Regions from separate parts of the Mus musculus genome. Here regions 2, 3, 4, 5, 6 and 7 are each linked to region 1. A link is a contact called in public ChIA-PET, Hi-C, HiChIP or PLAC-seq and promoter capture Hi-C data. All regions are on one chromosome and are shown on one strand. The core of a region is the stretch at or near the end of the contact, and the rest is flanking DNA. Distances in the headings are between cores, read along the strand shown.

Region 1 (3,484 bases), core at 559-3,058:
GTGGCAATGCCTAGAAACGCTAGAAATAGCTAAAGTTAACTAAACTTAACTTAGAAACTAAAATAACTCCCCAAAGGGTAAAAGGATGCCGGGGTGGAGGGGCACAAAAGGGCACTGACAGCAGAAAGGATACAGAGGGTGGGAGGATTGGGGGCGCGCGGGGGGGGGGGGATCCCAGAAGGAAGGGCAGCGTTAGTGAGCCTTTGGCAAAGACAGGCGGCGCTACAGCTTAAGCAACCAATGATCTATCCAACCTGGCTAATCTCCGAGGGGAGGGCAGGCCAGGGTGAGTCACGTCTGCTTTCACGGCCTATCTGCTAGGCTGGTTAAACTTTAAATGGCACTTTGGGTTGTATTCTAAAGGGCTGAAGCAGTTTAGGATGGGCCCTGATATGGATGGGATGAAAGCATGGCCTGAAGTCCCTTTACCTCTTCTTCCAAATCCACCACTTGCTGCTCCAGCTCGCTCATCCGGGCTTTCTTTCTATCTCGAGCAGTCTGCGCTGCTACTCTGTTTTTCAGTTTCCTTGGGGAGGAGACAGGGAACATAACTGAGTCATCTCCAGCTTTCATGTGTCTTCATTTGTAGACGTGGCCAGCTGGTGCTTTCGTTGACTTTACAGAATAAGGCTTAGCAAGTAAACACGCTTAAAGCTCCTATCAAAACGCACACGCACACGCATACACACGCTGCTTTCTATCCACAGGCCTTGAAGACTTGCTTGATTCTCTCCCGTGCGGCTGTCCACCCGGATCTCATTTTACCACCGGGCTGATACATTCCCGTTGCGTCATATGCTTCTTCCCTCCTCCCCCGCTACTTTCTGGGTCCAATTCCGTCCCACAGGCTCCTTGCTAGAGCGATATCCGTGAAGGCGGCGGGGACGCTACCAACTGTCCCTCCCCAAGCCAAACTCTCGGGATGCCGGACGCTGTGGACTCGGTTCCCAGGGTGGGGTTCCCAAGTGGCTGCAATGACAGCTGGAGCGGTTCCTACCCTACGACCACAAAGAGCGAGCATTTACAGAGGACTGGGCGTCGGGCACCTTCTTCTGTGCCTGTGTCGGGAGCTCCTGCACACACCCCCGACGCAGACCTTCGGAGGGGCATCCCCCTCAGCTCCGCTTCCCAGGTTAGACACTAGAGGTGAATCTAACCCACCGTACGGAGCCCACCAGCTGGCACACACGAGAGAGTCCCAATCCCAGTCCTGCCGCCCCGCGCCCCAGCCTTGCCCGCCGGGCCCACCTCCGCAGCGCTTTCTCCTCCGGGCTCAGGTGCGTGAGCCGCTGCCGCTTGCGAGCCTGCGGTGTCCCGCTCGCCTCCGACCCTGCTGCCCGCGGACCGGGTACCATGAGCGGCAGCGCCCGGCCGCCGGAGGCGGGCTGGCCAGATAAGAGTAGCACTTTGGGGGCCGCCGTGGCCGCGCTCGGCGCCGCTGCCACCACCACCATAGCCAGGAAACGTCTACGCCAGCGCCGCCACCGCCCCGTGGCCTCCTGCCGCGCCCAGCCTTTCTAGGGTCGTGGCCGTCCGCGATTGGCCGGTGCTCCGTGACGCGCGGGTATATTCATCACTTATTGGTCCTGTAGTCCCGGGGGCGGGCTCAACTCGGGCGGGGTGAGTGTCCAGCGTGGCTGCACAGCTGTTCTCCGCCGTGCAAACTGGGCCTTAGGGTGGATGGACGGTGGCGACCACTGGTTGCTGGAGTCCAAGGATCTTCGGCAGACGTCCCCACCCCGGCTGAGGATTGCCAGGCTGTCCTCTCAGGCCAGATTTCCAGACCGAGTCTCACGGTTTTACCCTAGCCCGACCCCATTTTAATGTCCGGCGCTACGTCCCCCGTCCCGTCCCCCCCCCCCCCCCACTTCCCAGTACAGCAGAAAATTGAACTGGTGGCATATCCGGCTTAGGGTTAGCGGACACACACACACACCTGGGAAATTTTCACAAAATGAGTCTTTAGAAAATGAGATGATTGCAAAACTAAATGTAGCAGGGTAGTACTCACTTGTAATCTCAGCACTTTATTGCCAGTTTGAGAGCAGCCTGGGCTACATAGGGAGGTCTAGCTAGGCCAGCTGGGGCTATAGATCAAACCCTATTTCATATAAATTAATTGATATAAATTAATAACTTTAAAAGAAAACACTAGAGCCTTGGCTAGCATGTAGTAAGGGATTAGTAAATAAAGTCTGCATAGTGAGAATACATGTGGTTTCGTTTTTCTTCTTATTTCTGATCTCTTCTGGTATGAGCTTTTATCACTGTTGTCTTTGTTTTGCTGTGCTGGAGCCAGACCCCAGAACCTAATGCTCTAGCACTCCACTATTCCCCTTTACTGTGGAACTAGAGATACCACTGAGCTATATATACCTCCAGACTTTAGTATTCCTTTCATTAGGGAATGGGAGTGAGGAGGGGGTGGAAATAGGTTTCAGGGGATGGGATGGGGTGGGGGAGAGTGTACTCTTCTATTGCTTTCCGCCTTATAAGAGTCAGTGCACTTGAAGCTTGCCCCTGAGGCTATGCTGGCTGGCCATTACACCTCCATGGTCTGCTTGTCTCTGCTCTCTGCCACTGGGGTTACGATCAGGCTCAGCCTTGCCAACCTTTCACCTGGGTGCTGGGCGTTTTTCACCTACACAGCCACCCCTACATTAGTATTTTTTTTCCTTTTCCTATTTCCAATAATTTATTTTTTATTCACTTTATATCCCAATCATAGCCCCCTCTTCCTAGTCCCACCCTTACAAATCCCCCCCCCCCATTGCTCCCTCCCCTTCTCCTTAGAGAATACCTCTTTGATACCACCCTACCCTGGGACATCTAGTCTCAGCAGGACTAGGTACAACATCTCCCATTGAGGCCCAACCAGGCAGTCCAGGGAGGCGGAGGGGATCCAATGGCAGGGAACAGAGACCAAGATAGCTCCACTCCACTTGTTAGGGGACCCACATACAGACCAGGCTGCACGTTTGCTACAGATGGGGGTGGGGGGGATAAGTTCAGCTCCTGTAGGTTTCCTTGTCAGTGGCCCAGGCTCTGTGAGCCCCCATGGTCCCAGGTTAGTTGACTCTGTATGTCTCCTTGGGGCATCCTTGACCCCCTTCCACTGCTCAGTTCTATTCCCATCTCTTCCACAAGACTCCCAGCTCAACTCAATGCTTAGCTGTGGGTCTCTGCATCTGTCTCCATCTGCTACTGGATGAAGCCTCTCGGAAGACAGTTATGCTAGGCTCCTGACTGCAAGCTTAGCAGAGCATCATTAGTAGTGTCAGGGATCCGCTCTCTCACATGGGATGGATCTCAAGTTGGGCCGGGCATTGGTTGGCTATATTGGTCTGCTCCATCTTTATCCCTGCACTTCTTATAGGCAAGGCGATTGATGTCCCCTTCTCTCCTCTAGAAGTCTTGCCTGGCTACAGGAGGTGGCCACTTCAGTCTCTATATCCCCCTCTGGTAGGAATCTCAGCTAGGGATA
Region 2 (3,484 bases), core at 473-2,972, 410 kb after region 1:
TGAAGCTCCGAATTCAGGCTCCCCGTTTTCACTGACCAGGTGCTCTTCCCACTGAGCCACATTTCCAGTCCTGGGATCATCCATTTTCACAACCTGCTCCTATGACACCTGAAGAGGGATTACTTTAGCATGTGACCTCTAGTGAACCCCGTACCCCAGGCTGAAATGGCAGTTCAGTGGACCAAGAATAGCTCCATCTTTACTTATGATATTAATAGAACAGCTGAAGCACAAGGAATGGCCCCGGGAGATGAACACACTCACAGTGGATACGTTGGGAGGCCTCTCGGTTGCTTAGATGTTCTTGTGGAGAGCCACTGCTTCAGATGTTGGACGGTGAGCCAAGGGTCTCAATTCCAGCACATGGGAGTCTGAGGCAGCACTGTCGTGAGGTTGGGGCTAAAAAAAGGGGGAGGAGATGGAGAGATAGCAGAAGTGAGGGGCAGAGTTCAGATTCCAAGAGCCACATAAATGCTGGGTGGGCAGAAACAGAACTACCAGAACAAACTCTGGATTCAATTGAGGGACTGTGCCTCGATAAATAAGGTGGAGAAAAGCATCATCTGTCAACTTCTAGCCTCCAGGTCCATGTGTGCACAAATCCATACACACAAACACACACACACAAACACACACACACACACACACACACACACACACGGAGGTGGGGGAGATGGCACAGTGGGAAAGAGCACTCCCTGTACAAACAAGAGGCCCTGAGGTCTGAGCCCTAGCACCTACACAGAAGTCAGGCATGGCACATATGCCTGCAACCCTAGCATGGAGGACTAGAGACAGGTGAAGCTCGGTAGGCAGCCAGGCTAGCTGGAACTGTACATGTTGGGTGCACCTTAAGACCTTGTCTTAAAAAGTAAGATAGAAAGCAAAATAGAGTGGAGAGGCATGTGCATACACACACACACACACACACACACACACACACACAGATGTGTGTATGCATCCCTTCACTCGCCCTACACTAAAAGCCAACAGACTTCTAGATGCTGTCAGGTGTGGGATAGTTGTTGCAAACACCCTGGTGTCTGTTGGAAAGTATACCCACATTCTGGAAGTTGTTTAGGGAGGGGACATGTGTTGGGCAACACCATGGACCTTGTGTTGGGGAAGGAAAGGACAAACTGGGAGGAGGTCCAAGAGAGGTCTCTAAATGAACCTCTGTTTGGGGACAGTGGAGAGCCCTAGGCCTGGGAGGCCTTAAAGAAGGAGCTTGGTGAACCCACCACCACAACCCTGGGAATCCACTAGTGCCTTCAGCTGCTGCTGAGAGGGGCGGGGCTGAGGGTGCTCTCCATGGTGGGTCAGAGTGTGGAACTGCCGTGGTCTTGGCACAGAGGTGAATGGTTTCTTGAAGGAGGGTGCTGGGCTCCAGCCTTAGATCTGCCTTATTTTAAGCAATAGTGCCATTGAAACATTTTGCTTTTCATTTAATACTCATTTTAGCATGAACAGAATCACCAACAACTAGCTTAGTTTCACTGATAGAGTTAGGGTGAGGCTGATAGGATTGATTATAACAGAAAGTCAACTTGAAGAATATGGATCAAGAGATAGAGAAAGATGTAAAGAATTTAAAATGCAGAGATGGGGGGGGCGGTGCACCTAGAGCACAGACAACCCAGGGATGTCACAGGCACTGTGCAAAGAGATCCTTACACTGTGTAAGGATGGGCTGAGAGGTTGAGCTGATGCCATGGGGCCTTGAAAACAATATGGCTTCTTTGGAGAAAGCAGAGGGGTGACTGGCAGAGTGGCACAATTTGCATACAGCTGGGTGTAAATGGCACTTTCTGAAATGGTGTCCAGGGGTTGCTTCCTCCTGCCTTGTCCCCATCCTGTCCCCCTCCATCTTGTTTGGCTGTCCATGGGTCCGGGGCTGTGGAAAGTGGTATGGCTACAGGTGCTTGTCCTGGGTGGGGCATGGGCCACTGGCAGGCTTTGCAGGGTCCCCTCCCTGCCCCCCGTCACGGCTGCATCTGTCTCTTTCCTCCACAGGGGGAGGGGTTGCACCAACTACGCGAGGCTTTGAAGATTTTAGCTGAGAGGGTTTTAATCTTGGAAACAATGATTGGGCTCTATGGTGAGTAGAGACAGACAGACGGCCAGCCAGCCCAGCCCTTGCTTACCAGCCTCCCCCAAACCTTCTTGGGGTGGAACTGGCCTGAGTCCAGTTCTGAGGCTGAGGAAGCACAGGCTACAGAGGCTACTCAACCCTGATGACTGATGCCCTCTCGGGAGAAGGTCCTACTCCTGCACCCATCCTTGTGCCTCTCGCTAGGCATTGTGGGTGAAACAGTTACTTACACAGCTCGGAGACAACAGATGATGAGGTTTGCAAGGATTTATGGGCAATGAAAACAGATTCCTAAGCTGGGCATGGTGGCCCACACCTTTGATCCCAGGTTCTCTGTGAGTTTGAGGCCAGCCTGGTCTACAGAGTGAGTTCCAGGCCAGCCAGGACTACAGAGAAACCTTGTCTAGAAAAAAAACAAAACAAAACAACAACAACTACAGAGAGAGAGACAGAGAGAGAGAGAGAGAGAGAGAGAGAGAGAGAGAGAGGAAACCAAATGCCTAATCAGCAAGGGATTGTGGGTAACAGCCAGGTTCTAGCCATAGTGGGGTCAGGGGTCATATACAGTTAGAGCCCAAGCCCATAGGATTATAGATAAGAGATGTAGACTCCATTTGGGCTTCAACTCTAGAGAGGTCATAGGCAATGGGAACAGTCTCCAGACCCACAAGAAATAGATTACACAGCTAGATTCCTCAAGTACAAGGAACTGTGGGTGACAGAGGCAGACTCAGGACCCAGAGGACTCTGGGTAATAGAGCACTTGCCAGTTCTGACCAGCTTCCCCATAAAGTTCTCGAGACTCTTACAGGACCTACCTTCCTGACCCCAGGTACCCCTCCTGCAGTTGCCACTATGGTCGTAGTATCCTAAGTTCCCTGTCAGGGCCTGGCATTCACCCTCCAAGTTCTCATCCTCCTGACTACCTGAGGGGCCACTGAGGCCTGATTGACACTGGTCCAGATTCCTGTCCTGGAGTAGCCGCCTTCACCCCCCTTGGCTCCCAGCCCAGCCCTTAGAGGCCAGACTCGCACCGTCTGCTCTTCTCGATCTCCCATCAGGCTCCTAGCTTACAGAGCTTCCTGCAGCAGCAGGCTCAGCTGGAGCTCCTGGCCAGACGGGTCACACTGCTGGAAGCCATCATCTGGCCAGGTAATGGCAGGGCGGGCAGGCAGGGGCAAACCCTCCAAGGATGGGCCTGGGACAAGCTTGGGCATGAAGACACCTCCTAGTGCTTGGTCCGGGCCAGAAGATACTTAGCATCCTTCCACTCATGGAGGACAGAGAGTCTGGCACAAGGAGCTAGCTGTCCTGTTCAGGCAGTCACCTATGCACAGACTCCAACAAAGCCGATAGATGTAGCTCTGCCCTTGTGCAGTTTAGGGCTGGGGT
Region 3 (3,484 bases), core at 612-3,111, 380 kb before region 1:
GAGGCATGGGGACACTAGGGGTACTGAATAGCCCCTGCTGGGCCCAGACCCCACCCCCACCCCCAGCTGCCCTTGCAACATGTGAAAGATAGAGGCTAGGATGCCAGGCTAGCTGCCACTCTGAGGAGGGGAGGGGTTGGTCCAGCTCTAGGATGGTCTCAGCAACATTCTATCTCAGAACCAGGGAGGAAGCAATATGGGCCAAGGCTAGGAGCTATTAAACAGTTTCTAAGGTCCCTCCAGAGGCTCTGGTAGATGGAATCTACCTAATGCTTTTCTATGCAGCATGAATATGCCTTCAGGTGAACGGACTTGTATGCGTTTAATGCACATTTATCTCTCACTGGGAACCCAGGGAGTCAAAGGCTTACTCTGTTCTCTGCTTCAGAAAAAAAATCCCAAATTGGTGGTTCTGTGGGAAAGTCACATTTTTCTTGAAATCTTGCTGTTTTCTGGTAATTCTCGTGTAGAATTGCTTCTATCGGCTTCACTTTCTTGAACCAACACGAGCATTTGCATTAACAGAGTACAACACTCATATTGGCACACTCACACATTGGAACAGATTTTCAGTCTTTCATCTTTTCGTACATACTGGGATCTGAGGCATTGTGCTGGTTTGTTTGTTTGTTTTGTTTTGTCTCTCTTTATACATCCAACTTGAATGATTGAACTTTGTTTTCAGGTAGTTAGGAGGGTGTTATAAAATATTCATACAAAAGGAGGCCTTGGAGTTGTGTGTGGTACAGACTTGTAATCCCAGCACCAGCCTGGGAAACATCGTGAGTTCCAGGCTAGCCTTGGCTACATAGCCGACCCTATCTCAAAATAAAAGAGGATGGAGTGGGACTTGAGTCCTAACAGGAGATAGTGCCCATATCCTAACTCACCTTGCATAGCCACATTGGGGTGAGGATGAACACTGAACCTAGTCAGAGACCTACTCATGATCTCCCCTAAGCTGTCCAGCTTCTCTGACTCCTCTGCCACACTAAGGTCCTCAAAAGTTGACGGCTGCTGCTTGCAACCAAAGCCCCTTGGTCCCAAATTCAGAAACATGAGATGGTCTTTGTGGGCCAGTTTCATAAGAACCCAAAACTTTTCCTGTGAAACAGCATCATGTAGGCCTGCCACGTGCCAGGGTTTCTGGATTCCAGATGTGGAGCAAGCTGGGTGCCCAGGAGAAGGCTACAGCTCTCAGTTGGGAACGTCAGAGAGAATTTGGAGGAGGAGGGTAGAGTTGAGATGGAGCTTAAGAAACACAAGATTCCGTATAGGGTGGGTACGCGCGTCTCAGCAGGACAGGCCGAGTGAAGAGCGCATGTCTGAATGTAGGGAGAGCAGCATTCGGTCACTCCAATCCTGAGTTACCCCCAAATCAAGCCAATGGTCCTGTGGGGCTCACAGCCTGGTTAGAACTGCTGTCTGTCCATTGTCAGATGGCCAGCAGGCCAGAACTCAGGGGTTTTATCTGACCCAGGGGATTCAGGCCAGAGACCATTCTCAGAATCATGTACTGCTTCCCAAGCCCAGAGTATAGACAGCACTAGTCAGGTGAGAGGACGGTCAGATGCAGGCATCACAGGGAATCACACCACCATGACCTGGACTAGCACACGTTTGGAGCGTCTCTGACCAGGGAAGACATGGAGCCTGGTCACAAGAGATGGATGGGTGGATCCTAGGATGTTACACTTGGGGGCCTGAAGGTTACCAGGAGTGTGAATAGGATCTATGTGGAGCCCTGTCTTTCTCCACCAGCGGGGGCTTCCAAGTTTAGCCCAATCATCCATTCCTCTCCTTATTTGGGCCTCTGGGTGATAAGGCTGAGACATAAAGAGCTGGGTGGCACGATCACTCAGTCAGACCGCCACAGATCATGGTGAGTGCTGGGTGGGGAACAAGAGACCAGCCACACCCAGGTGCTAGTCTCTGAGCTGCCCTGGGACAGAGCCAGGGACTTGTGTGCCTGTGCTGGGCTCAGGGAAGTGATCTCGGGTGGGGAAAGGCACCTCTCCCTGGCACTCCCACGAGACTACATGAGGTAGGGAGGAGGTCTTTGGAGAACTGGAGAGAGGACCCCTCTGATCATCAGTATTACAGGCCAGTAGGAAGGCTGGGACCCGAGGCAAGGCTGCAGCCACCAAGCAGGCACAACGTGGCTCTTCTAATGTCTTCTCAATGTTCGAACAAGCCCAGATTCAGGAATTCAAGGAAGTGAGTAGCCTATCCCAAACAGCCTCTCCCCGATCCGGGGAGCCACTTCATACCCCATGCACACGGCTCTCCTCTGAGGGTCAGTGCTCCTGCCTCCAACCTCGCTCATACTACCCGAGACTCTCCCTTACCCGCCATCCCTGGAAGAGATGGGGTGAGCAGCTCCCACCTGCAGGCCATCTCCTCACAGGCCTTCAGCTGCATTGACCAGAACAGGGATGGGATCATCTGCAAATCAGACCTGAAGGAGACCTATTCCCAGCTCGGTGAGTGGGTCCAGGAGCAACCTCCCAGGGACCCGGCTTGTTCACCTCAGGCACTTGCTCCGAGAGAGGACAGTGCCCCGCCCTTTCTCTCCTACTTAGCCTCATTCAGGCAGGAATCCCCCTCCCCCACCTGCCACACAGCTAGAGCTGCCCCTGCCTCTGCCCTCACTGCCTGGGAAGCCCGGGAGGGCGGCCTGGGTCACCTCAAGACCTACTCTCCTAGGGAGGGTAAGTGTTCCGGAGGAAGAGCTGGACGCCATGCTGCAGGAAGGGAAGGGTCCCATCAACTTCACCGTCTTCCTCACACTCTTCGGGGAGAAGCTCAATGGTGAGTTGGCAGGAGGTCTGAGTCTCCTTAGCCACAGCGCAAACCCGACCTCACCTGACCCGGGAGCCCCACGTGAGGCTCAACCTAACTCCCCTGAAACCTGTGCACCCTGCCTGCCCAGGGCCAACGCAGAGGATGTGGAGCGCCTGAACTGGCTTGGGTTCAGGAAATATCCACTTCCTAATCACAGTTTTGACTTCCCAGCCGGGCCTGCCAACCCCTTTGATGCCCAAGAAACACTCTGAATTCCGACTCAAGTCTCTTCTGCACCCTCCAATCTACCCCACCCCACCTTTATTCACTCGGTATAGCCGGAGCCCTTCAGGCCCCAGTACAAAGAAGCTCCCTTGTACTCCAAGTTCATCCTGGGTGGGGCCTCGCGGCAGGGGATCTGAGAGTTCACTTGGCTGCCTCGCCCCGCCCCCCCCTCCAGGGACGGACCCCGAGGAAGCCATCCTGAGTGCCTTCCGCATGTTCGACCCCAGCGGCCAGGGGGTGGTGAACAAGGAAGAGTAAGTGAGGCCCTTTCATGCCCCAGGGCGGGCGCCATGGGGAAACCCAGAAGGTGGTGAGGTTCTTTGTGCGCCTCAGGCAGGTGAGCAGCTCTACCCTGGGCCCCAGCCTCGCACTCCCAGCTCAGGCATTCTCTCTCCTCAGGTTCAAGCAGCTTCTC
Region 4 (3,484 bases), core at 452-2,951, 370 kb after region 1:
AAAGACCTACGAGGACCAAACAAGAAACTGAGGCTCAGACCGGGGGAAGACTTGTGTAAGCCAGCGTGAGCAGAGCAGTTGAGAGACAGGGTTTGAACAGCACCTACTACCTGGCCTTTTGGAGACAGGGCTGGGCTCTCTCTTTCTCTGCAAAGGACTCTGGTTATGCCCTGGTCCTGACTCTACCCACAGGTCCAGGAGAAGCAAGCCCCAGGACTCAGACTGTCTTTGTTTCCACACAGAGATGGGCAAGCAACCACAGGAGCATGGCCCCTTGCACAGCTGAGCTGGGCAAAGATTCCCTGACCTAGGCTGCTCACTGCTGGGGCGTGCAGTAGACGTCTTCTGTGACCTCCCTTGGTGACGACTCTGCTCTTGTGTAGAGCTGGGCACAGTATCGAACCCAGCATGCAGGAGGCAGAGGCAGACAGACCTCTGTGAAATGAAAGCTAGCCATATTATATATGTGTGTGTGTGTGTGTGTGTGTGTGTGTGTGTGTGTGTGTGTATTTGTTCCAGACCAAGCCAGGACATATAGAGAGCTCATCTAAAAGAAAGAAAGAAAGAAAGAAAGAAAGAAAGAAAGAAAGAAAGAGAAAGAAAGAAAGAAAATCATACTTCATATACACACATATGTACATATATGTGTGTACATATATGTACATATATGTGTGTACATATATGTACATATATGTGTGTACATATATGTACATATATGTTCATATACACACATGTTCATATACACACACATGCACACGTGTACACAAACATGATATGCATGCATACAGGCATCTCACGTGTACACAGACATACATGCATACACATGCCCACCACACAAACACATACATTGTTCATTCAAATATGGCGTACATAAGCAAATACTGCCCATGCTCACAAACACATCGTGTACACACAGATTCAGCACATACATGTTTACAGCGCCGTGCATGCATACAACATTATCCATGCACACAAATAGTCTATCATGTCAGCACAGGCAAACTCCTCGCACCTGCTATGCCGCGTGGAATGTGCCTGAGTCCCACCCAGGCCCTCTGCTCTCAGCCAGTCCTTACCTTAGGGAATGGGAAATTGAGGCCTATGCCAAAATGCTGTCTACACTTGTGCTTAGACCCCAACACTGAGATGAGGGGATTGTGGGTCTGGGGTTACTCTGCCAGAGTGCTCTGGGCCTTAGTGTCTCCCTGTAAAACAGGTATAAGGGTCACTGCACTTAGGGGACGCGGGAGCACCTGAGCCTCGGGTTTCTCCTCCGTAACATGGGCGACCTAGCCAGCCCAACACGGAGTGATGAAAGCTTTAGTCAGGGCAGGATGTATGGGGTGAGATGCCTGGGACAATGGCACAGCTCGCGCAGGAAGCCTGTGTTAGGTCGATGGGAAGATCCTGTGTGTTTCGGGAACCCAGTTCCGCAAAGATGTCAAAGATGTGCGTCCAGAGGCGATCGCTCTGGAGTGGTGGGTTCAGGTCCTGGCAGCGTTGCGGGGACGAGGGGGCGGGTGCGGCCAGGGCCTCAGTTTCCCAGTCTGCGGCTCAGGTGGGCACCTGGAGGGCGTCCTGGCGGGGGCGCGGACGGCTTCCGGGTTGGCGGGGGGCGGGGGGCGAGGGGCGGGCGAAGCCGAGCGCCCCCGCCCTGCTCCGCCCGGAACCGGCTCTGCGCGCCCGCGGCTGCGGTGGGGACGACAGCATGGGCGGCCCGCGGGCCTGGACGCTGCTCTGCCTCGGGCTCCTGCTCCCGGGAGGCGGCGCCGCGTGGAGCGTCCCGGGCGCCCGGTTCTCGGGTCGCAGGTAAGTCTCCCCTAGCTCTGTGCAATCCCAGCACTGGGGTGAGGGAAGCAGACCCCAGCTCCGTGCAACCCCGAGACTGGGACAGGGACCCGACCCCAGCTCCGTACAATCCCGCGACTGGGGCAGAGACCCGATCGCAGCTCTGTGCAACTTCAGGGTCTGGGACAGAGACCCGACCCCAGCTCCATGCAACCCTAGGACTGGGACAGAGACCCGACCCCAGCTCCTTGCAATCCCGGGACATCGGAGGCAGTCCGAGACTGTTGCAGGGGCTCCATCGCTCATCTCTATACCATAAGCAGTGGGAGCAGGGGTTTGGCACGCTGTGCTCAGGATAGCCGGCTCACCTACTTCTGTGTGAAAGAACAGACGGCCTCCCCTACTGAGATCCCGGAGGCCCCAGAAGGTGGACCCATGGCAATGCAACAGAGCTTCCCAGGACTTCTGTGGGTCTCGCCCAAGCCCCCCTTCCCTTCATGTACATGTAAAATGCCAGGATCACCCCTTAGCCAGCCCTTCAGGAATCCCCTCTCTTTTCCCCTGCTACTGTCTTTTTCTTCTTTCTTTCTTTCTTTTTTTTTTTCTTTTTTCTTTTTTTATGTCCCAGCTATTTATTTCACTCGGAGGAAGGACTGGGGTGGAGACTGCACAGTGGGTCAGTGTCAGAGGCCCCCTGGGACCTGGCATTTGGTTGGACCTCCCAAAAGCCTATGACTCTCTGCCGGCCTTTGTGGAGTGTTTCCCAGGATCGGGTCCTGTGGGGCTTTTTCTAGACAGTGCCTTCAAGACTGGAGGATGTAGGGAAACTTGTCCCCACTCAATAGAGGGGCAAACTGAGACTAATGTGCTCGTGGTGGGTATTCATGGAAGAGCTGGGATTCAGCTCTCCCTTTCTGGACTCGATGGCAGAGTTTGAACCTGCCCTGGCCCCTGCTCTGCCTGTAGCCCCTGCCCCTGTCTCCAGGACAGACAATGTGGACTAACCAGGCCTCTTAGGCCTTTCAGCCCATTCAAAGGCCCGTGAGGGCCCCACCCCCCTGTGGCCTCACTTCTTTCTTTTTAGAAGTTTCCCTTTCTTGTGGTCAGAGGCCAGCAACCCCCCCTGGGAGCTAGCAAAAGCAGGTGACCGGGTAGAGCAGGCTCAGGGGTAGAAGTGGCTGAGGCAGCAGAGGTCAGGCAGTTAGCTGTCTGAGATGGGAACAGCCGAGTGGCAGATGTGGCAGATGCCACAGCACCCCTACAGTGTGCCAACCACAGCTGGTGTGGGCTGGCACTTTTCCTGCATCCATTGCTTCTAGAACCTTCCCAGCTGCTATCTAGGCTTGCTTCTCTCTGCTGTCTGTTTTATAGAGAAAGAAACAAAGTCTGAGAGTGGGGAATTATCTGTCCCACTTCATAGAGTAAGCCCCACATAAGAGGGGTGAGGATCTAGGGCTTCCTGGGGTCAGACTTGGGGTGATGGGTGAGACACTTCCCTCCAGCTGGCCCAAGGCCACCACTTCCGAGTTGTACTCCGTGTCCCCGGCTTCCTGTGTGGGGACTCTGCCTGTGGGCAGGTGTCTGGGTTTCACCCAGTCTGTCCCTCTGTATAGTCTTGTCACAAAGCTCTTGCAGCAGCCCCCTCATACCCATTTTACAGACACCGAGACTGATGGCCGTGAACCTCAGTTTCCCC
Region 5 (3,484 bases), core at 465-2,964, 340 kb after region 1:
GGGTCAGGTTTGCAACAAATCCCCTTCAAGGACACACCCCAAATGACATAAAGACCTTCCAAGAGGACCTACCCTTTAAAGGTACCACCACCTCTCAATAGCAACAAACGGGGAAGCCACGCCTTCCACACATGGCTTTGGGAGGCATTGCAGACCTAAACTGTCAGTTTAACTGTGGCTTTGCCTCCATGGTCAGTGTCATCTCCACAGAGGCTGCTAGAAAGAACCAGACTAGAAAGATGGGGGTGAGAAAAGGGGTTCCACCTGTGCTATGGGGGAGCCACCATCCATGGTGGGTGAAAACTTTCCAGTCTGCTGCTACAGAGTCACACATACTCCTGTAGGCAAGCCTTCACTCATGCTCTGGTCATGTGTGAGCCTTGATGAAACCAAACTCTAGTTTGATATTGCGTTCTTAGAAGAGGGAGGGAGGGAGGAAAGGAAAGGAGGGAGGGAGGGAGGAAGGGATTTACATCTCCCCAGGGAAGAAATTCTCATTGTTCCAACCACAACACAAAGTAGCAGACAGTGAGTGCCCCAGCAAGGGACAGAGGGATGCTCGCTAACCCTGAGACCAGCCAGGCAGGAACCTAGCTTTACAAGAAAAAAAGGGGACTGGCCGGGGCGTGGTGGCGCACGCCTTTAATCCCAGCACTCGGAGGCAGAGGCAGCCGGATTTCTGAGTTCCAGGACAGCCAGGGCTATACAGAGAAACCCTGTCTAGATAAAAAAGAAAAAAAAAAAAAAAAAGAGGGAACTGGGAAGTGGGGGCAGGGGGGGATGCAAACCTATGGACCGGGAGCTCTTAGGGAGCGAGGACTTGGGGCTGCAGCTCATAGGGCTGGCCGTCCCAGGTATATGGCGTTTGCAGGGTCCTGTGCTCCTGATTTGGCTCTGGCTGTTGGCCTCCTGAGAGTCTTCATTATTTTTCCAAGAAGAGACTCTATATTTTCATTTTGCACTGTGGTGCCCACAAATTATAGTCAGTCCTGAGTCCAGAGACTCTGCTGCTGAGGCTAAACACTTTGCCCATCTATGTCTAGCACATACTACATAGATATTTGTGTGCACACCAAACATGTGTATACCCACCATACGTGCATATAGTCCCCGGTACCAGCATACCCTTTCAGACTTCTCCCTCCAAGACCTTTTTAATGATTTATTTATTTACTTCTTTGTGCACTGGTGTTTTGCCTGTATGTATATCTGTTTGAGGGTGTCAGATCCCCTGGAACTGGAGTTATAGGCAGTTGTGAGCTGCCCTGTAAGTGCTGGGAACTGAACCTGGGTCCTCTGGAAGAGCAGCCAGTGCTCTTAACCATCTCCCAGCTCCTACATGGTTCATTTTACCTATAAATATTTACTGAACATCATATGACTGATATGATAGGATATATGATAGTGTTGATGGCAAGGAATACTGGGACAGACAATGGCCTCTGCTTTGTGGAGCCTGAGGCCATGTACCCTGGCCAGGCTGGCCTTCTGGAAGTTACCTGTCTCCTTGTACCAGCTGTAGGCCACTGAGCGCGGAGGACTCCCGCCTGACCTGGCACCTAGCTCAGTTCACCAGAAGCCTACCCAGGGCGTTGGCCATTGGCTCGGTTGGGAATATTCTAGAGGATCCAGTGAGTCTTAGGCGACACAGAAGTTATAGACGCCCATCCTTTCTCAGCCGTGATGAGATGAACCTTTCAGAGATCAAGAGACCACGATCAAAGGGTTTTTATGTCAGTCTTTCCTTCCTGCCTCAGGCTGTGGTAAGCGGCTGTGATGCGCACATCCTGCTTCCTGCCTCTGCTGGCAGCCAGAATCTCTTCTTTAGGGTTGTTTTTTTTTTTTTAAACCACACTAGAGATCATGCCAGGGCCAAGGCAAGAGCTCTACCCTAGCACGTGTTTGTTTGTTTGTTTGTTTGTTTGTGAGGTAGCCTCAAACTCTCCACCTTCTATCTCAGCCTCCAGTATGCTGTGCTTAGAAGTCTGCACACTCAGAGACTCAGAGACTCTGCAGCGCTCAGCCTGAGCCTGGGGCCTTGGGGTGCTCTACCATCGAAGAGTCCCAGGCCTATTCCAGTGTAAACTCACGGGCCTCCAGCCTCAGTGGAATTTCCTAGTGGAATTGCTGTCTTTGTCACCAGTTTGACTCAGCAGCCAGATTTTAAGCCCCGGCCATTGAAAACTCTGCAGTAACGTACCTCAGCTGGTCTTAGGCACTGCCCAGAAAGTATGGCCGACAAAACAGCCCAGCTGTTTGAACAAAAGAAGCTGGTGACATCAGAGTGCCAGGTGGAGCTGCCTTCTCCTCAGACTGAAAGCATGTTCTCATGACGGCCTGTCACAGCTACCCCCTCACTTGAGGCAGGACTGAGTTATGCCCTTCTGGTCTCGGGGACCTGTGAGGTGAATTCTGCTCTGTTTCTCAACAAAACAGCATACAAGTCTACAGAATCGACTCAGTGGGTGTGTGCCTAGGTCCACACAGCATGAGGACCCGAGTTCAGATCTCCAGCATCCAGGTTAAAAAGCCAGGTGTGGTGGCGTGTACCTGCAGTCTAAGTGCTGGGACAACACTGGCCAGCCAGCTTAGCCAAATCAGTACCTCTGAGTTCAGTGAGAGACCCTGCTCAAAAACTAAGGTGCAGAGTGGGTAAGGGAGACACTTGACTTCAACCACTGGCCTACACAGACAGACAGACAGACAGGCAGAGACAGACACACAGACATACAGAGACAGAAAGAGATAGACAGATACACACAGACAGACACACAGATACACAATATACACAGACACACGACAGACACATAGAGAGTAAGTCAGAAAGACAGACACATACAGAAACATAGACACACAAGACACACACAGACACACAGAGACAGAGACAGAAAGACAGACAGATATACAGACAGACAGACAGACAGACAGACAGACACACAAACCACAACAAGAAACCACAAAAACCCAGAAAGTATGGGTTTCTGAACACAGTGACAGGTGGCTGGAGGGCTCCCCATGGGCGCTGGCCCTGACTCCCATGTGATTCAGCCCTGGAAGGCCATGGGAAGCCATGAGTGCTCTGTGTGGATCTGTGGCCACAGTTGTCTAATACCGTGGTTGGGATCTGTCACTGAGTGATGTCAAAGGTTCTAGGCTCAGGGTAGACTCTGGCTTTCCCAGAACCAGCAGCTATGTTGGTCTGCTGTTTCTTAGTCTTTGAAACTCTGTCACTCCTGAGAGAATTCATAGTATAGATTTAAGCATCCCTGGAGTCTCTCGCTGGACACCACCTCAGCTGTCACATCTTTGGTTATGTCAGTCAAGGGCCTTTGGCACTGGGAGCTGCCTATGCACCCAGCTCCTTCAAGGATGCCAGGTGGAGCCTGCTCCTGCTGTGAAGGCCTCAGGCCTTTCAGAGGACACACTGGGACTCGGAGGAGGACCACATTTGTACACCAGGTCTGAAAGAGTCTTTCTGATCACA
Region 6 (3,484 bases), core at 480-2,979, 320 kb after region 1:
GCTGTGCTTAGAGTAGAGCAGGGGGCACTGTGGGTTTCTTAGTGTCCTGTTCCATGCTGAGCTTCGAACAGGTCCCTGTATGTCCTGCCCTTGTGGGAGACAGACACTGTCTGCTATTTGGTGCTGTTTGAGGGGAGGCATGGGGGTCACTGGTTCCCCTATCTATCTACAGCGTAGGACTTGCCACCAGCCACGGGAACGAGGTGTTGTCAGTGGTTCTCGCTCTTCCCCTGGCAGCCATGCACTTTGGCCTTTGATGGGACTTGGGAAAGAGACTCCTGTTCTCTCGCAAGGAGGCCTGACGGCCACCAAGGGCCACCAAGTCTTCCGCTCTCGCTCTTCTCCCAGAAGGAGCTGGCCTTCACCAGTGCCTAAGGAAGTGTTCTCCTACTCTCTCAGACACAAACGTGTCACACCTGCCTCTCTCCAGTGGCCCTGGGAGAAATGGGTTAACAGCCCCCCGCCCCCTGCCCAGCAACTAGAGGCTTTGGTCCTTTGAGAGGGGAACTCTGGCTGGCTGCTGGACACTGGTCACTCTTGCCAGCACGAGGAGGCCTTTGCAGAAGAGCTCAAAAGTGAATGTGAACCCCACTGTATGTCAGGCTCCGTGTGTGCTCAGCTGAGAAGCCAGGCTCACGGCTACCACTTTATGTCAGGCTCCATGTGTTCTCAGCTGACGGCCACACTGTATGTCAGACCCTGTGCTCAGCTGAGAAGCCAGGCTCACTGCTCCCCAGGATCTCGTTCCCATGCAGCTGTCTCAGCCTCTGTGGTGGTCACCTCTTCCCTCTGGACTCTGGCACAGTTGAGCCCATTTCTGTGACCCCACTGTCATTGATAATGTCCCTTGGTTGTCTTGAGACCTCAGCTTCTGATTTTGAGCTTCCTCATCACTAGGAAGAAAAAGCCACTTCCCAGGGGCTCACAAGGTAGGCGAAGAGCCTGCCACCGAGCACTTGCCAGCCTTTGGTTTTTCGAGACCCAGTCTTGAACTGACATCCTGCGACTTCAGCCTCCGTGGAGTTGGGACTACAGACCTGCACCACCAGGGCCAGCAAAGCAGCAGACTTTGATTGCTTTTCTGTGTGCTAGAGAAGAATTTTCCTAAAGCCTGCTGGAGCTGTGGCTCAGTGGAAGAGTGCTTGCCTGGCACGCGTGTGGCCGAGTTCCATCTGAATACTGAAAAATAACAGCTTTCTTTTCAATCTTGTTCCTACACTCCCTCCTGAAGTCTTTCATTTCCAACCGCTCTAAAAGCCTGCCAGTCCAAACCACTAGTCCTGAGAAATCATGGCCGAGACACCGTGTGGGTGACCCAGAGCACCATGAGGCTGCTCTTACCCTGCCTTCCCCTTGGGCGCTTTTGGAAATCCAGCCTGTGGTCACACATGCTAGGAGAGCATCCCTATAGAGCAGGTCTTCCAGGCCAGAGCTCCTTGTGGACTTCTCGTGCGAACACTGCACCCCTAAGGAACGGGACACCCTGAGGAGACTCGGGGCCTTTCCTTTATGACGTCACCTCTTCAAAAGCCTTTCCTCGGCTGAGAGGTCCCAGCATTTCATGCACTTCATCTCAGATGTCTTCTCAGTGTCATGGGATACAGCAGCAGGTGGTGGCCCTAAACTGGAAAACAAGGGGGAGGCCTGGGAATGAGGTGCAGCCCCTAGGATCCCATGGCCCTGCGCCTCCTTAATGCAGACTGTCTGACTCCAGCCAGACCCCAGCCTGGGCTGCACTTCTCCTCCTGCGCTAGGCTGAGGTCTCCTGGGGAAACCAAATAGTCTGCAGTCATTTGTTCAGGGTTTAAGTGATTCATTCTGTGATTTGATCCTAAAACCCAGGATGGCCTGGTTTGTAGCTGGAAACAATGTCCTGGTAAGATCACATTTCCTAAGAGCTTGTTTGTGTCCAGATTAGAGATGAGCCCCAGGCTGAGACTCAGGCCCACTGTCTCTCTTCTGCAGCTCTCGTGGGCGCCTGCGGTGGGAACTACTCAGCCATGGCAGCCGTGGTGTACTCCCCTGACTTCCCTGACACCTACGCCACTGGCAGAGTCTGCTACTGGACCATCCGGGTTCCAGGAGCCTCTCGCATCCATTTCAACTTCACCCTGTTTGATATCAGGGACTCTGCAGACATGGTGGAGCTGCTGGACGGCTACACCCACCGCGTCCTGGTCCGGCTCAGTGGGAGGAGCCGCCCGCCTCTGTCTTTCAATGTCTCTCTGGATTTTGTCATTTTGTATTTCTTCTCTGATCGCATCAATCAGGCCCAGGGATTTGCTGTGTTGTACCAAGGTAAGATGTCCTTGTCTCTGGGGGCATAGGTGCCCTGCCTTCTCTTCCTTGCCAGCGCTTTCAAGCCTAAATTGGATCTTGGGGGGCACACTTGGTCCTCCTGACTCAGCTACAGATCATTTCAACATTAATTCATCCCCCACATATCATCACACAACACCCTACCTTCTAGTGCATGACACCCCACCTTCCAGTGCATGACACCCCACCTTCCAGTGTACAATTGGTTTATACTTCAGTTTCACTATTTTAATAATTTTATTTATTTAATTTAGATTCTATTTATGACTATGTGAGTGTATACCTTACACCACGTGTGTGGGGGTGCTTCAGGAGCTAGAAGAGGGCATCAAATTACCGACACGCAGTTGTGAACAGTCTGTCATGGCGTGGATGCTGGGAACCAAACTCAGGTCCTCTGACAGAGCAGGCCACAGGGCCATCTCCTCAGGCTCGTGTTAGTAGTTTTAGTGGCAGTTGTGTAGACAACTACATGGATAGATAAAGAAGGAGGTGAGGGACGGAACTGGAAGGCTCCCACGTGGTCATTCATCCATCCTACTGCTCCTAGACAGCCCAACCAGTCCTGCAGACTAATCTACCGTCGTTCCTCAGAAACACGCACTCTGCCCCTCTAACAGGAGCCTTTGCTAGCCTCTGAGCACAGGTATCGGACCGCAAAACTTTAAAAAGTGTGGGTGGTGGGCCGCAGGAAGTGAGACAGACTAGAGCAGGTGGAATGAGGTTTGCCATGACAAGGGGGTCCTGCAAGCACAAAGCCGGGAAAACAAAGCGGCTTCCCAGTATCTGAAGTCTCAACCCCAGGCTCAGCAGCCTCTCCTTCTGCCCCAGCAGAGCGCAGCCGAGGTAACTGTGTTAAATCACCAGGAGTAATGCCACACACCCGTAAGACTAGCTCGAGGAGAGCAGAAGCTGGAAGGTTAACAATTCAGGGCCATCCTCAGCTACATAGCTGGAGGCCAGCCTGGGCTATAAGAGACCTGTCTCAAAAAGAAGGAAGTTCAAAAAGTTCAGTGGCTGGGTGCTTGCTGAGTTCAGTGGCTGGGTGCTTGCTGAGTTCAGTGGCTGGGTGCTTGCTGAGTTCAGTGGCTGGGTGCTTGCTGAGTTCAGTAGCTGGGTGCTTGCTGAGTTCAGTGACTGGGTGCTTGCTGAGTTCAGTAGCTGG
Region 7 (3,484 bases), core at 270-2,769, 280 kb after region 1:
CCATTCAGGGGGTGATGTCTAGGAAGATGCCAGTGTGTGTGTGCAGTTGGCTGACCCTGTGTTCAGTGTGTGCATCCTGGATTTAGGGCTGTGTATGTATGTGTGTATGATAGTGAGTACTGTGGACAGATGAAGGGGGCAGGGGTGGGCAGAGATGGGAAGGGGATTCTGAGGGGCAATGTTTATCTTGCAACTGGAAATATTAGAGGAAGAACATTTGGGCAGGAAATGGAAAAGTATGTTCCCAGGATTAAGAGCAGACCAGCGTGGCTTGACCGCGATGAGTAACTAGGGGCAGAGCCAGGCTTCCAGCCCAGAGGCTCTCAGACGCCCATAGGACAAACCTTAGAGTTCTGGGGGGGGGGGGGGCTGTAGAGCAGAAGAGGAAAGGGAGCCCTGAACTGCTCTCTCGCGGTCAGTGGGTCCAAAACAGAGGTGAAGGAGAGGAAGGGTGCTTCCACTGGAGTCCTGGGTGTGGTCGAGTGCTCTGGCTGCCTCCTGGGTAAAGAGGAGTGTGCTAAATCAGTATGGCTGGCATACATGTGAACACTGTAAACTGATGTGCCTGATGTTGACTTGACCAAGGCCGCAGAGCCTGTCAGCAGCAATCAAACAACAAGCCAACACTGAGCCTTTAGTTGGTATCTGCCAATCTATGCTGAGTCGATGTGCCCAGTTATCTTTGAGCTTTTTCTTAATGTAGACCCCTAGTAGACAATCCTCTTGGTAATTGAGGACTCACACTTACTAACTAGTATTGCACCAGGCATGGTAAGTTGCTATGGTTTCCTGTCTCCTAGAATTCTAGATTAGTTGAGCTGTCCATAAACGGTGCCATTCCAGACCAAACACAGAGAGCAGCTGGTAGGAGGAAGGCGTGACTGGAAGAGAGCCGCTTTGTGGACGGTTTCTCTAAGCAGTCAGATGGCTTTCAGGATAGAGCTGTGTTCCTGTTGTCCACATGCCTATTAGTCTAGAGCAGGCACATGCACTTTCCAGCGGGAGACTACACCACGTCCTTATTACCGGAAGTTATAGGTCACTGTGAGCTAGGAGAAGGAAAGAGGGAGAGCTGAGCATGTTGGTGTGACTCCCCAGACTGTCAGGGTCCCAGTGATACATCTTAGAGAAGTGTTTGAAGTGCTTCTATCTGTCAGTTTTAACTAAGCTAATTTTAAAAAATCGCTCTTTGTACTCCGCCTTTCCCATGAACCTCTGTGAGTTTAATGCATACAAGATGTGGGAAGCCTGTCAGCCTCAGCCCCACCCCCAGTCTGAGAAGTGGATTTTAGAAGTACATGATTGCACCTGCAAGGACTGTCATTTCATAAAATGGGACCTGAGACCATTTTGACACATTTTCTAGGAAAGCACTTCAGGGGGAGGTGAGAGAAAGTGCCACCCCCGTCCTCCGTTGCCCCTGTTTTCTTGCACGTCAGACTGCGCAGGGAGGACTGACTGTTCCTCATTCCCAGGGAGTGTGAGTCATCCCCGATTTGTGTGATTGGGATTCCAAAGCGTTGCTGTGTCCGATGCTTATTAAATCCAAGTGGCCTCGCAGCCTTTCCGACTGTAGGGGAGCTCTCAGTTACAGCTGCTGCCCTGGTTCTAGTTACCGCAGGGAGATGCTGGCGAGCGCAGGGGCCCCCTCGGAGGGCCCCCAAAGTCCACGCGCATGGCTGTTAGCAACTATCTAGATTTGAAGGTTTCCTGGCTCACGTCGTGGACTTCAGCACACCAGCTCTGTGATTATCTCTTCACTGGGACCTGCACACTTCAAGGGGAAATGTCCCAGTGCCCCAACAAGCTGGTGCCAAGAGTGCCAGTGTTACAGGGCACCTTTTTGCAGATTCAGTCAGCCCAGCAGGCCGCCCAAGATCTAGCAAAACATGATCCATTTCTAGCTTGATCCAAACAAAACAAATAAAACATTCACCAGAGAGGGAGGAAACTATAAATGTTGCCAGAAAATGAGTATGCTGTTCTCCTCCTTCCAGAGTGCTTCACAGCCAACGGTGCAGATTACAGGGGAACACAGAGCTGGACAGCGCTGCAAGGTGGGAAGCCATGTCTGTTCTGGAACGAGACTTTCCAGCATCCGTACAACACGCTGAAGTACCCCAACGGGGAAGGAGGACTGGGCGAGCACAATTATTGCAGGTAAGATGGGGCCATAGCGCTTCAAGATGATCTCTCATCTCCTCTTCCAGCCTTTCGCACAACTGGAATGCTTGCTTACCTCCTGTTGGCCAACTCAGAGAACCATATCATTGTTTGTTTGTTTGTTTGTTTGTGTTTGTTTGTTTGTTTGTTTTTGTTTTTTTGGTTTTTTTTTTTTTTGAGACAGGGTTCTCTGTGTATCTCTGGCTGTCCTGGAACTCACTCTGTAGACCAGGCTGGCCTCGAACTCAGAAATCCACCTGCCTCTGCCTCCCAAGTGCTGAGAATAAAGGCGTGCGCCACCACTGCCCGGCCATATCAGTTTTTAAGATGAACTAATCCGAGCCAGAGAGATGGCTCAACAGTTAAGAGCACTTAGCACTCTTCCAGAGGACCCAGGTTCAGTTGCCAGCACCCACATGGGAGCTCAGAACATCTGTAACTCCGGTTCTGGGGTATCAGACACCTTCTTCTGACCTCTCCAGACACTGCACATGGTACACAGATAAACATACAGTGAAGCACGCACAAGAAATAAAAGTAAATAAAAATGAATTCATGTCTTTTTTTTCTCTCTTCCTCTCTCATTTTTCTCCACCTTAGTTTGCTTTATGCTGGCATTCACAGCAGTGCCTTCTCTGGTCACTCTCTTGTCTCTTTGGGAGGATTTTTTCAGGTGATCCTCCCACCAGTGGGCATTTCATGGGCATCAAAGCTGCTGCTACTGATATTCAGACCATCTGGGACCCATGTTCCTTAGGCTGTACCAGAACTCCTGGATTCGAGTAGCTCTCCTCATAAGCATATCAAGCGCTGGACTACAGACGTGGCCACTGTTTGGCTCCCCAGAAAGCCCTAACCTAGCTCTGTGGTCTTCAGATGTAGAGTTAGGATTTTCTGTGGAAGGTGAGCCGCAGCTTTGATCAGGTTCTCGGTTTTCTCCGATTAAAGACAAGGTGAGAATCACTGGCGGCCAGTGAGATGGCCAGTGGTTTACAGTTGGCACCCCAAGAACCCAGGTGAATGCTGGACTGCCCTGAGAGCCCACTGCCGTGCTAGTGCTCAGAAGGCAAAGGTGAAATTCCAGGAGCTGGCTGCCTAGCTAGCCATATTGGCTAGCCTGAGTTCAGTGAGAGACACTGTCCCAATGAATAATGTGGAGATTGATGGAGAAAGCCTCCAAAGTCAACCTCACATCCTCACACATACATAAACACACATTTGAACACACATACATATATGCGTGCATGTGTTCATGTGTGTGTGTGTGTAGCAGGCAGAAAGATAAAAATAGAAATATAAGTATATAGAAGCCAGAGCAAAA

The links. Promoter capture Hi-C pulls out the DNA fragments that hold promoters and counts their contacts. A called contact is a pair of places that touch in the nucleus more often than the background predicts. ChIA-PET counts read pairs in DNA pulled down with a chosen protein or histone mark. HiChIP or PLAC-seq counts read pairs in DNA pulled down with a chosen protein or histone mark.
Region 2: a contact with region 1 is called in an H3K27ac HiChIP or PLAC-seq map of oligodendrocyte precursor cells, with 8 times the contacts expected there. The contact joins the enhancer-like site here to the promoter of Xbp1 in region 1. A contact is called at or near these places in 17 of 39 promoter capture datasets (the 3T3-L1 cell line, the C10 cell line, the HPC-7 cell line and 12 more), 2 of 15 datasets of contacts at CTCF or cohesin (embryonic stem cells and large pre-B cells), 16 of 484 Hi-C or Micro-C datasets (the AML12 cell line, CD4 T cells, CD8 T cells and 11 more), 21 of 115 datasets of contacts at active chromatin or transcription factors (the 230-238 cell line, the NIH/3T3 cell line, the SCID.adh cell line and 17 more) and 2 of 9 other capture datasets (adipose tissue and embryonic stem cells).
Region 3: a promoter capture Hi-C map of trophoblast stem cells shows a contact between it and region 1, with 9 times the contacts expected there. The contact joins the promoter of Myl7 here to the promoter of Xbp1 in region 1. A contact is called at or near these places in 9 of 39 promoter capture datasets (the SN4741 cell line, cranial neural crest, embryonic stem cells and 6 more), 15 of 115 datasets of contacts at active chromatin or transcription factors (the NIH/3T3 cell line, astrocytes, cardiomyocytes and 11 more) and 1 of 9 other capture datasets (embryonic stem cells).
Region 4: a promoter capture Hi-C map of neural stem cells shows a contact between it and region 1. The contact joins the promoter of Emid1 here to the promoter of Xbp1 in region 1. A contact is called at or near these places in 19 of 39 promoter capture datasets (the 3T3-L1 cell line, 3T3-L1-derived adipocytes, the C10 cell line and 15 more), 1 of 484 Hi-C or Micro-C datasets (uterus), 15 of 115 datasets of contacts at active chromatin or transcription factors (the 230-238 cell line, DN3 thymocytes, the SCID.adh cell line and 11 more) and 2 of 9 other capture datasets (embryonic stem cells and pancreatic islet).
Region 5: a contact with region 1 is called in an RNA polymerase II ChIA-PET map of memory CD8 T cells, with 156 read pairs. The contact joins the enhancer-like site here to the promoter of Xbp1 in region 1. A contact is called at or near these places in 6 of 39 promoter capture datasets (the 3T3-L1 cell line, cranial neural crest, embryonic stem cells and 2 more), 5 of 484 Hi-C or Micro-C datasets (B cells, CD4 T cells, the N1E-115 cell line and 2 more) and 18 of 115 datasets of contacts at active chromatin or transcription factors (the 230-238 cell line, CD4 single positive thymocytes, DN3 thymocytes and 14 more).
Region 6: a contact with region 1 is called in a Hi-C map of nephron progenitors, with 3 times the contacts expected there. The contact joins the enhancer-like site here to the promoter of Xbp1 in region 1. A contact is called at or near these places in 2 of 39 promoter capture datasets (hippocampal neurons and neural stem cells), 1 of 484 Hi-C or Micro-C datasets (nephron progenitors), 9 of 115 datasets of contacts at active chromatin or transcription factors (the NIH/3T3 cell line, the SCID.adh cell line, bone marrow-derived macrophages and 6 more) and 1 of 9 other capture datasets (embryonic stem cells).
Region 7: an H3K27ac HiChIP or PLAC-seq map of double positive thymocytes shows a contact between it and region 1, with 4 times the contacts expected there. The contact joins the enhancer-like site here to the promoter of Xbp1 in region 1. A contact is called at or near these places in 9 of 39 promoter capture datasets (3T3-L1-derived adipocytes, the HPC-7 cell line, cranial neural crest and 6 more), 7 of 115 datasets of contacts at active chromatin or transcription factors (the 230-238 cell line, astrocytes, bone marrow-derived macrophages and 3 more) and 1 of 9 other capture datasets (adipose tissue).

The regions. Positions count from the first base shown.
Region 1 is chr11:5,518,965-5,522,448 of GRCm38.p6, reverse strand. It overlaps Xbp1 (X-box binding protein 1), which reads right to left and starts at 1,808. Exons shown (of 6, transcript NM_001271730.1): 1 at 1,249-1,808; 2 at 430-526. The coding sequence starts at 1,454.
Region 2 is chr11:5,109,304-5,112,787 of GRCm38.p6, reverse strand. Emid1 (EMI domain containing 1) reads left to right here. Exons shown (of 15, transcript NM_080595.3): 14 at 2,014-2,098. Among named protein-coding and RNA genes, the nearest start is that of Gm46266, 4.5 kb to the left of the region's middle. Within about 2 kb of position 1,722, at least 6 of the 459 cell types and tissues checked have an H3K27ac peak or open chromatin away from gene starts, as enhancers often do. A contact at or near this core is called in the SCID.adh cell line and oligodendrocyte precursor cells, where this site is marked.
Region 3 is chr11:5,897,159-5,900,642 of GRCm38.p6, reverse strand. It overlaps Myl7 (myosin, light polypeptide 7, regulatory), which reads left to right and starts at 1,861. Exons shown (of 7, transcript NM_022879.2): 1 at 1,861-1,882; 2 at 2,104-2,217; 3 at 2,408-2,483; 4 at 2,707-2,811; 5 at 3,245-3,323; 6 at 3,469-3,484. The coding sequence starts at 1,880.
Region 4 is chr11:5,150,447-5,153,930 of GRCm38.p6, reverse strand. It overlaps Emid1 (EMI domain containing 1), which reads left to right and starts at 1,701. Exons shown (of 15, transcript NM_080595.3): 1 at 1,701-1,809. The coding sequence starts at 1,709.
Region 5 is chr11:5,175,596-5,179,079 of GRCm38.p6, reverse strand. No RefSeq gene overlaps it. Among named protein-coding and RNA genes, the nearest start is that of Emid1, 25 kb to the right of the region's middle. Within about 2 kb of position 1,714, at least 89 of the 459 cell types and tissues checked have an H3K27ac peak or open chromatin away from gene starts, as enhancers often do. A contact at or near this core is called in the 230-238 cell line, B cells, CD4 single positive thymocytes and 9 more, where this site is marked.
Region 6 is chr11:5,200,511-5,203,994 of GRCm38.p6, reverse strand. It overlaps Kremen1 (kringle containing transmembrane protein 1), which reads left to right. Exons shown (of 9, transcript NM_032396.3): 6 at 1,966-2,298. Among named protein-coding and RNA genes, the nearest start is that of Gm25142, 50 kb to the left of the region's middle. Within about 2 kb of position 1,729, at least 10 of the 459 cell types and tissues checked have an H3K27ac peak or open chromatin away from gene starts, as enhancers often do. A contact at or near this core is called in nephron progenitors, where this site is marked.
Region 7 is chr11:5,242,451-5,245,934 of GRCm38.p6, reverse strand. It overlaps Kremen1 (kringle containing transmembrane protein 1), which reads left to right. Exons shown (of 9, transcript NM_032396.3): 2 at 1,998-2,160. Among named protein-coding and RNA genes, the nearest start is that of Gm25142, 7.7 kb to the left of the region's middle. Within about 2 kb of position 1,519, at least 163 of the 459 cell types and tissues checked have an H3K27ac peak or open chromatin away from gene starts, as enhancers often do. A contact at or near this core is called in 3T3-L1-derived adipocytes, adipose tissue, astrocytes and 2 more, where this site is marked.